Regions from separate parts of the Bombyx mori genome. Here region 1 is linked to region 2. Evidence: chromatin contacts called from public Hi-C data. All regions are on one chromosome and are shown on one strand. Each heading gives the region's core, a stretch centred on a gene start, on an enhancer-like site or on the middle of the called end of the contact. The rest is flanking DNA. Distances are from core to core; before and after follow the strand shown.

The links. A called contact is a pair of places that touch in the nucleus more often than the background predicts.
Region 1: a contact with region 2 is called in a Hi-C map of posterior silk gland, with 2.1 times the contacts expected there. The contact joins the enhancer-like site here to the promoter of LOC101737038 in region 2. A contact is called at or near these places in 3 of 7 Hi-C or Micro-C datasets (middle silk gland, posterior silk gland and whole pupa).

What each region holds. Positions count from the first base shown.
Region 1 is chr26:2,961,322-2,966,558 of ASM3026992v2, reverse strand. LOC101737038 (mushroom body large-type Kenyon cell-specific protein 1) reads right to left here. Exons shown (of 7, transcript XM_021352441.3): 6 at 4,330-4,461. Among protein-coding and RNA genes, the nearest start is that of LOC101737173, 19 kb to the left of the region's middle. Within about 2 kb of position 3,653, at least 3 of the 8 cell types and tissues checked have open chromatin away from gene starts, as enhancers often do.
Region 2 is chr26:2,766,701-2,772,134 of ASM3026992v2, reverse strand. It overlaps LOC101737038 (mushroom body large-type Kenyon cell-specific protein 1), which reads right to left and starts at 2,933. Exons shown (of 7, transcript XM_021352441.3): 1 at 1,871-2,933.

The DNA of each region.
Region 1 (5,237 bases), core at 2,404-4,903, 190 kb before region 2:
CTATTCTCAATTTGACAACAGACGTCAAGAACAAAAGTTTGACAGCGTGTGTGCGTCAAATACATGGTATGTCGTGTGTGTAATGTTTTCTTTATTGATGTAATGTATCTTTTATGCATTATTTAAAAAAAATAGCATTGTGCACTTCGTCTCTATATTCTCTATAAGTGTGGAAAATTTCATACTTCTCCGTCCGCGCAATTTTCGTAAAAAGGGATACAAAGTTTTTGCTTCACGTATTAATATATAGATAATCCATAAGAAATAAATAATATTAAACAAATTTCAATATGATTTTCAAAGGGCTACGGCAGCCCTGCTACAAACAGTCATTTATCGCTTCACACTCTGAAATTGACCTCACGACATTCGAGATAAAGTTCATTCTTCACTGCAAGCGTTTCGCGTCTTCAATTTCATCTTAAAATTTAAAGTACTTTATTTTTCTGAACAATTGCTTTACACGAGCTTATGTCGTATTGCACAGATGTTAAAGTCGTTTTTGTTTCGGAGTGCGTTCGTTTGCTGCAAGGTCAATGCACCGTCAGACTGGTTTTTGTTTTGCGAGTCGACCCACATCCTTCGTTAGCGAACTATATTCAGTTATCGATTGGCTATTGTGTTTTGTGAGATGCGTTTCACTTTACTGAAGATTTGACCGATTTGTTTTCCTTCCTACCTATGCTGATAGCCTTGAGGGGCTATTTCAGCTTCTCCTTGACGTGTAGATGAGCTCACGGGGTTCAAACCGGGAGTGTTGATAGCACTGGCCCTAGCAAGAGCAATGCTTCGCAGAATCTACCACCGGATCGGAATCGCGACCCACTGAGAAGATCCGGCGAGAAACTCAGTGGGATCGATATTACATAGTCTAAAATTAGTTGTTCAAGTTTAGATTAACATCCTAATTTTCTTCTTTCTTATTCATTTTCTTTAAGGACGACCACGCAGACCTTACAAGACACGGCTGAACGCAATTGCATTGAGTGTGACGTCATTTGTGGCAAAATTTAAATCACTTACATCTCACCCTCATACTTACCAATTAACCACACATGACATCATGCGCTGTGGCTTAGTTTTAAAATTTATTTAGCTGTTTAAAATATTTATATAAAAAAATATGCTTACGATAAACTTATCGGGTTTTTGTCTACTAACTTTGTTCAATAACCACATAATACCAGGTGGGACGCGGAGTTCAACCACCCATCTCAGAATAAATAAAAAACCTCTTTGCCAAATGTATTTTTGCTTTACATTGGTGCGTTGATAAGCAGTAGCCAGTTACTGGACTATCACAAACTAGCCATGTATTTAGAAAATGAACTTCCCAAAAAAAAAATTGTCATCGTCATTTAACTTTACTCAGTGTGGTTTTTTTCTCCTTTGTAGTATTGGCTATTATTGGGATATTAGGGTTGTCACTGTCGACTTAAAAAAAATATACTATAATATATTACACAAATACATTTTATGTTATGCAAAAATGTAGCCGAATGTTGACGTAGTTGATTCATTTATAAACGTTCCAGTGAAATATTACGAATTTACAGCGACTTCAGAGGGCTTTTTGAAATAACCCGAGAGGTTATACTGAGCGGCTTTCTTTCTTTTTTTTTCCTAACTAAGCTGGTAGCCTGGAGCGGCTATTCCAGCGTAACCGTGGCTAGTAGGTGAGCTCACGGGGCTCAAACCTGACGATGACGCTAACACGAACCCTAGCAAGAGCCGTGCTTCGCAGAATCTACCACCGGATCGGAAACGCGACCCACTGAGAAGATCCGGCGAGAAACTCAGTGGGCTGTGTCTGAGAGTTAGTTTACTCGTCGAGCCCTTCGTTGCAAGCGACGGGTTCGACGAGAACGGTGACCGGAGCTTTCTTTCCCTCTCGCACACTTGCGTACTTTTATTAATGCAAAACAGTTAATAAGCCACGTTTAAACCTGAAGAAACTTTACAACATAATGAAATAGTTCACACGACTTCCCTCGTCGCGTTCCCGTCAATACATCCAAAATATTTCAAACGTGGCATTTGTTTGGAATGTTTTCGTTGATAATTCAGTAGGTCCCCTACTGCGATTACTCACTGAGGGTCCTATCAATAAACCAGTGATTCTCAACCACTGTTCCGCGGCACATTTGTGTGCGGCCAAATTTCAAAAGTGTGCCGCCAAATTTTGCGAATATATAATAATGTTAGTATTATTAAATTATATCATTTTAAAAGAAAAATATTTTAAACATGAATACCTATATATTTAAATCCACAAAAAAAATATATATAGTATATTTTAGTTTATTTCGTATATTAAAATTTTTTGATAAACTATTTATGCAGTGTGTTGTATGTAGTAAGTAAATAATTTTTATCTTTTTTTTTTTGTGTGCCGCCAAATTTTGAAATCGTTAAATGTGTGCCGCAACAAAAAAAAGGTTGAGAATCACTGCAATAAACAATTAAAGTGACACACGTTACAAGAACATTAGTCATGTTAAAAAAAATAAAACTGGTAAGTGCGTTGGACCGTCGAGTACTTGCGTTTTTATGATAAAAAAATAATAATCCAAAGTGCATTTAATTTCGCAATGATTTATTTACACATGCATCGTGATAAGCCCGTTTCTTCGGCTATGCGCTCGATAAGGGGTCCCTGAACTTCTACGAAGGGAATTGCAATTAATTTCTTTCAGAGAAACGCTCAAGCTTGTTTATTGTTACGGATTACGCTTGAAACGGACATCAAGCCATTTGATACTATGCAATGTTACGAAGTCAAACATCTGATGATACAATCAAATCCCGTTTTGTTGCTTAAGAGACTTTATTTATTTATTTATTTATTACACTTCATGTAAAATTTACATTGGCGGACTTAATGCCTAAGGCATTCTCTATTTATTCATATCATTTATAATAGTTACACTCAATTAACAATTCGTATAATTTTTTTTGTCTTTGCTTATTTAAAAAAAAGGTTCGATCTAGCAAATAGGCTATACAGTTGATCTGACGTCAACAGATTACTGGAACGTTTGTGATTACGCGTCCCTACGCGTAGCCTAAGATCCTTAATGCAAATATCAGGTCACTCTATACCTAATCTGGTGTTGAGTGCTTACTGGAGCCCATGGACATCTACAACGTAAATGCGCCACCCACCTTGAGATATAAGTTATAAGATCTCAGTATAGTTACAACGGCTGCCCCACCCTTCAAAATGAAACGCATTACTGCTTCACGGCAGAAATAGGCGTGGTGGTGGTACCTACCCGTGCGGTCTCACAAGAGGTCCTACCACCAGTAAACCTGTTATTAAAATAATAGTTTTAGTTATGTCTATGACGCGGGAAAACTGACAAACATACTAAATATTTTATTGCGTGAAAAAGTAATTTAAAATGGCTGTTATCGACCTCAACGAAGCTATACAAATAAAAATATGAGTTTAATAATTAAAAGAGGACATTAAGCTTCGGGTCACAATAGAAAACAAAAGCGTAATCAATATTAATTTAACTGTATCAAAATACAAATTAGTTTTTATGAAGCAATAATAATTCAAAATGGCCACCGTTATCGTTAGCTGTCAATAGTTCATCGAACTATAAGACGCGTTCGGTTTAGTTTTCATAGTTTTATGGGTGCGTTCACATTATTGTTTGTGTAATCCGAGATGGCTGTAGGAAGTGGTATTATGTGAACGCGTCCGTTACGAATGCACGAAACGACCCCATGGTCAGTGTTGTGGATTAAATTGAAATATTAGATCCCATTTTAGAAGTAAAATACATAGTGTTTCAGAATAATCTAAGTTTCGCCACAATCAACTTCAATAATTATTTATTCATATCTTTTACCTATAATAGTTACACACAAAAAGACAATTAATGAAAAACACTAAAGTTGTGTATTTTTTTTTTGTCTTTGCTTATTTATAAAAAAAGGTACGACCTAGCAAATGTCAGGTCACTCTGTACCTAATCTATGATTCACAATTTTTTTAAACTTATTTAACGGCCTTGATTCTTTTATTTTAAGCCAAATCAATCAATCAAAACATCCAATTTTGTCAAACAATCAACATCAAAACAATAAATTTTGTCCACTTAACACCAGGTGAGCTGTGAGCTCGTCCACCCTAAGCCTAAGCAATAAAAAAAACAATTGAGAGAAATGGGGCGAAATAACGGGTGGTGGTACCTACCCGTGCGGACTCGCAAGAGGTCCTGCCACCAGTAAAACCGGTCATCGATCAAAAGCAGTTGATTAGACCCTGAAAATTATGTTGATTAACGAACATAATGTTTTCAACGTTTTTCTCACCTGCTATCCAAGAATTTGGGGTCAGGCGGAGGCGTACCGCTGGTGCTGGACGTGGACTTGGCGCTCAGGTCTAACGGCTGTTCTACAGGACTTGGAGACGAAGGGGCCGCCGCTTTATCGCTTTCAGACAACCTAGGCACAAAGATTGATGTTATGCTATTGCTGTTTTTAACTATACCTACTTTAGACCTTAGAACTTATATCTCAAGGTGGGTGGCGCATTTACGTTGTGGATGTCTATGGGCTCCAGTAACCACTTAACACCAGGTGGGCTGTGAGCTCGTCCACCCATCTAAGCAATAAAAAAAAATGTCTTGAAGGCTTCTTTTATTTATCGCCTGCTGCGATATTGCACATGTTGTTTAATGATATGTATTTGAATGAGTTCACGGTTCACCTGGTGTTAAATGATAATGTAAGTCGCAATTGCATTGTTCTAGAAATTTTCGTGGCTGAGCGACAAAAATTACTTTTTTTATTTTCAATTTGAAATGAATTGATTAACATTGAAACGATATTTTTATATTAAATATTATATCCGATGCTTGGACTACTTTACAATTTTCTTTGTCACGGACGACATAGGTGTTATTTATCGACGTTTGAATATAGTGCTAATTTTCTTTAAGATTCTACGTTCTTCATTTCACACAGAACGAATCTTTATGTTGTAAAAATAGGTTTTAATTATTTGTCCGACACGTAAAAACTGAAGAAGAAACTATAGCCCGAACAAAATTCTACGTAATAACATTCTTTGCAATTGAAATACACCAGATATTCGGTTGCTAGGCAACACGGCCTGAAATAAATAACAAAATGGCCGACACAAAAAATGGCTGCTACCCATCGCTCACACACGCGAGACTATGCTTTTGAACTATTAACTATATAGATGTATTTTTTTA
Region 2 (5,434 bases), core at 1,684-4,183:
ACTGTAATTTATTATTGATTTCTCCACTATTTAATGGATGTTATTATACATATAAAGCTTCCTCTTCAATCACTCTATGTATTAAAAAAAACCACATCAATATCCGTTGGGTTGGTTTATAGATTTAAGCATACATAGGGATATAGGGACAGAGAAAGCGACTTTGTTTTATACTATGTAGTGAGGACATGAGTTGATGAAAGGGGAGAGAGAGAGAGAGAGAATACACTTTATTGCACACCAACACAATTTACATTAAAAAAAACAGTCAAAAAGCACATACATTTGTACAATAGGCAATTGAAAGGGATATGATACAATATGTATCATACTGAAAACTGGCAACAAACTTTTGTTACTTATTTTTCAGATATTAGCGTTTGTAGCTGTTATTTTTATTATTTTAAACGTGAAATTATAGTACCTCCATTTCTTTTCACCAAAAAAAAAGAAGCGCCTATGTCACTTTCATTGAACGTGATAATATTTTTTCTTCGTACATAACTCCTTCATGCCTCGCATGGGCACCCTTCCACGCGGTCTGGTGCCTTCTACTTTGCCCTGAACGACAAGGCGCTCTATGGAGTCATTTCCTCGCCGGGAGACATGTCCAAAAAATGATAGTATGCGTCCATGCACAAGCGCTTAAAGACGCTGCTTAATGCCGAGTTCTTGAAGAATGGAGTTATTGGTGCGGAGTGGCGGTTCCTCATGAGGCGCATAACATCTGCCCACGGCAATGATGCTGGACGACGACCACGACCGCTCTGATAAGAGTGTTACGACATACGAGATGGTCTATAGGCATATAAAACCATCATTCAATGTAAAACCTAAAAAATCTTAAAAATTGTACTTAACCCCTTCTTCATCCACTCGTCTTTTCAATTGATTTAGTTGCTGTTCCTACGTGTCTAATATACCTAACTAATGTTTCCTTGTTTTTCGGCAATACATATATTTAATTTAATTGTAACGCGTTGACCGCACAGACACTCATAGGGATTTCCCTAATTCAAAACGATTGAATCGCCCAAAATACTTTTGTTCCGAAAATGTACATCCTAAAAACATAGTACATAACGATATGTACATAACAAATATTCACGATTGACTTCCACGGTAAAGGAATAACAGCGTGTAATAAAAATCAAACTCGCAAAATATTTTGCGTAATCACTGCTGGTAGGACCTCTTGTGAGTCCGCACGGGTAGGTGCCACCACCCCGCCTATTTCTGCCGTGAAGCAGTAACGCGTTTCGGTTTGAAGGGTGGGGCAGCCGTTGTAACTATACTGAGAGCTTAGAGCTTATATCTCAAGATGGATGGCGCATTTACGTTATAGATGTCTATGGGCTCCAGTAACCACTTAACACCAGGTGGACTGTGAGCTCGTCAACACATCTAAGCAATAAAAAAAATTGTCCCAGTCAACATTGCATCGTTGAGATTGTATTGAATTCAGTTTCAGTGCCTATCGGACTCCATACTGTATGCAGCTAACTGTGTTGGCTCGAAGGCCAATGCATCCGCAACATCGCGTATGTTCAAAGCGAGCGGCGAACGAAAAACAACAGAACAGTTCGTCAACCCGAAACCAGTGCACGCGAAAAACAACGAAAAACCCTCCCAGCCCGATAACCGAGAAGGGTCATAATCGCTTGCCCTTAATCACAGAAGCGAAGTTCCCATACGCGATTTCGAGTCGCGCACTAGGAATGCGACCGGCTCGCGGCTGATTTCGTTTCGCTCCAATCAAGTTCATAGATTAAGATAGGCGCTTACGCAGAGCCGTCATCCGATTGATAGGCGTTAAGAAACATCGCGCAACTTTGACAAACAATGGCACGTCTTATCGTATAACACTCACCTAGACAAAGCGCAGTATTTGTCCATTCACGACGTGCTCCATTCCGGATTCAAACGTTTCTTAATACAAACGTATAGTTCGCAAAATACACTCTGATTAAACTAACTATTTTAATTAACTTAGTTTGCACTGTATCATCACGATATTCTTCGAGTTCTTTTTTTTGTACGGGCAAGGCACTAAAGTCTAAATCACAATATTGAGCAAAGTGAAAGAGGAGCGAAAATTAATTAGTTTCACTTTATGAGGTCATCGAACGCGCGCTGCGTTGTATGAACGGATTCGAAAATGGAACGCTTCGAAGTGGTTCGCACGGAGTTCGGCTGGTCGCGTTTCGGCGGGACTCGAGGCCGAATCGGGACACATTCGGTGGTTTTTCGGCGGTTTTCGTTTCGTTAGGGGGACGCGAGGCGCGTGCGGGGACAGCTCGCGCGCAACTGAAGATCGCCGTAGGTAAAGTTTGGAATTACAAAAAAAAAAAAAAGTATCACCACCGCTAGCTCAATTTTCTGCGCTACGAGCCGGCCGCGGTTCGGCCGCGCCAAAAACGCGTCACATCACACATCATAAATACATTGTACGTTAATACGTCCACGAGGTTCCTGCCATTGTTGTGACAGGTCCGTGAATTACAATATTTACGACCGTGTGTACTACTACTACACACAGTCGCGTTGAGCACACGATCCGTCCAGAGGGCGCCACTAGTTCCGCTGAGATGTCACGCCGATTCGAAAAACAAAAAAAAAAAAACGAACAAAAAAAAAAAAGAAACCGCCGTCCACAAAACAAGCCAGCACGACGCGTAAACACAACGAAATTACTGAATAGTGAATGCCACTTTTCATTATTATTTCTCTATGCACCGGCCGACGTCACCGAAATAGCAGACGCGCGAAGATATATACCGGTCTCTGTCGCGCGCGCGCTCCCGACCGTTCCGCTCCTAAATTCGAACATTCGGAATTCGAATTCGAACTGTCATCTTATGGCTTATTAATTATAGTCGGGCGTTATTAGCGCGCCGCTGCATAGATCGTGCGGACATGCACGGGCCTGCAGTTGTACTGAGGGCGCTCGCTAGGTGACATTCGCGGGGGCTTACTTTAACTCGCAAGTTCAGACGGATGTGCGGCGTCAATAAACCGAACGCGATGCTCGTCGCTCGTAATGCGTTAACTATGTAATTTCGTATCGGTCAGCTGCGGAGGTACGCGTTCGTACCGGACCCGGTGAAGGCCGGCGTAGGATGAGTCGCCGACACGAGAATAAACCCCCGAATCAGGGAACAATGTAAATGTGCCATGACGCCATGTTTTTTTTTCTTTTTTGTATCGTACGCGTATTAACGAAATTAATTTTAGCGTTATGTATGTAGGTCATACAGCGCGACATTCTAAACACAAAATGCACATTTCCGCAAAAAATGTCTATTAATTTTGTGTGCACGAATTCGAGGAACTCACCGACCTAGTATTCTAAAACTGCTTACCTACGGATTCAAGGAAAACCTAATGAGCGCGCCAAAAAAATATAATCTACTTAATTAGATACGCGCTCATCAATTTCGAAACAGGAAAACGCGTTCAACCGCAAGTAGCCATTCAATTTAAAACAAATCCCGGTATATTTTTTTTGATAATTTAATCTGTAGCTACTAATCTATACTAATATTATAAAGAGGAAAGATTTGTTTGTTTCGAATAGGCTCCGAAACTACTGGACCGATTTGAAAAATTCTTTTTCCATTAGAAGCTGACATTGTCCCTGATGAACATAGGTTACTTTTTTTAATTTTTTTTTTTTGGTTTCATATGTGTTTTAATGTTTCCGAAGCGAAGCGAGGGCGGGTCGCTAGTAATATTATAAAGAGGAAATATTTGTTTGTTTGTATTGAATAGGCTCCGAAACTACTGAACCGATTTAAAATATTCTCTCACTCTTTGGAAGCTACATTATTCCCGAGTAACATAGGCTATAATTGTTTTTTGAAAAAAATTAGGGATCCTTACTAAAACTCCAATAATGTAACCCAAGGTGTAAAAAAATTACCTAAAATATTCTTTAACTCGCGTGCCCTGCGAAAACTATTGATGATAGAATAAAATAATGTACTACGACTTTGTAGAACACATTATTATTTACAAAAAGCGTTGCGACAGCATATGTCTAAATATTATAGTTATGCCGCAATAAGTGTTCTTTTATTACAAAAATTAAAACAACGTCAAATATCGTTGAAATTTTTGTTAAAGTCCCGAGCGGAACCGTTTTATATATAACGCGAACGGGTTTCGGAATCGATTGTTTCAAAATTTTGAGGTTTTAAAGTTTCATTCGCATTAAACAACGGTTCTTAAGGAAAAGAACTCACGAAAACGAAGCACTGACGTCACTCTGCAAGGTTACGTGACGCAAAGGGATCAGAATTAAAAAAATTAAATTAAAAGCTGTATACATATTTGTACGAATAAAATATTTGACAAAATCTGCATCGACATGTGGCGGGTAGCCATCATAGAACGCAAGATATTTGACAGATGCCTGAATCTCGCTTACGACATTTTCAAGATAAGCCTGCATATATACGACCAACAACCTTCGGACCGTCGGTCTACCGAGCAAATATGACCAGCTCGGTGGAAGATCTTCCCTTTGTCGTATATCTTTACAGACCCACCTAGCGTTAAGTGTGACTCACCAATTCCGAACAACGAAAACAACTATGTTGTTATGAAATACAAAATAATTTAACTAGAAACTTACATTTACATGGCGGATCGTGTGGAGCTTATTGGGCATCCGAACAATCTCGACCCACCAGCTCCACAAAGGGCACAAGCTATCCGTGAACAGGGAGCATGCGACTGTGAAATACCCATCAAACAATCTATTATCCAGCAAAATTTAGCCGCTTTACCGGATAACCGGCCACAAAGTGCATTAAAAATAAGCTTGTACGAAAATGTTGTTATAAAATAAAATGGCAACATTGACGCATTTAATTTTTTTTTGTAATTTTAATGTCACATAATGTTTTATCTTTATGATTAAATGCGTCCTAAAAATAGCTGGCCGTTCGAAAATTGAATTCGAAATTCGGAACGAAAATTCAATTTGCGAATTCGGCTCTCGTTTTCAATTCGAAGCAAAAGTGATTTTGGTTATGTTCTTTTTTTTTTTTAAACGAGTCCTGCCGAATGCATCGTGCACATTCGGCCTCGGGCGGTGTCGCCGGTCATCGACCCCCTGTATTCGGCCGTATGTAGTCCTTATGTTGAGAAAGGTCAGTGTTGTATACAAATTTTGTGAGTGTGCGTGTGGGCTTTTACTTTCAATTTATTGTCATTTTCGAATATGGAACGATTCGGATATAATATTCAAATGACGAACGGCGATGACAGTGTCGTATGAATCGGCTAGACAAGGCTAGCACAAAATACAGAGTTAATAATATTTTTAACTTACAATCTACCATAATACCATAATCGCTCTTAGCGATAAGACCGCCAATTGTACTTCTTTGTATTTAATGTATCGCACTGTTTATTTATTTTTTGGTGT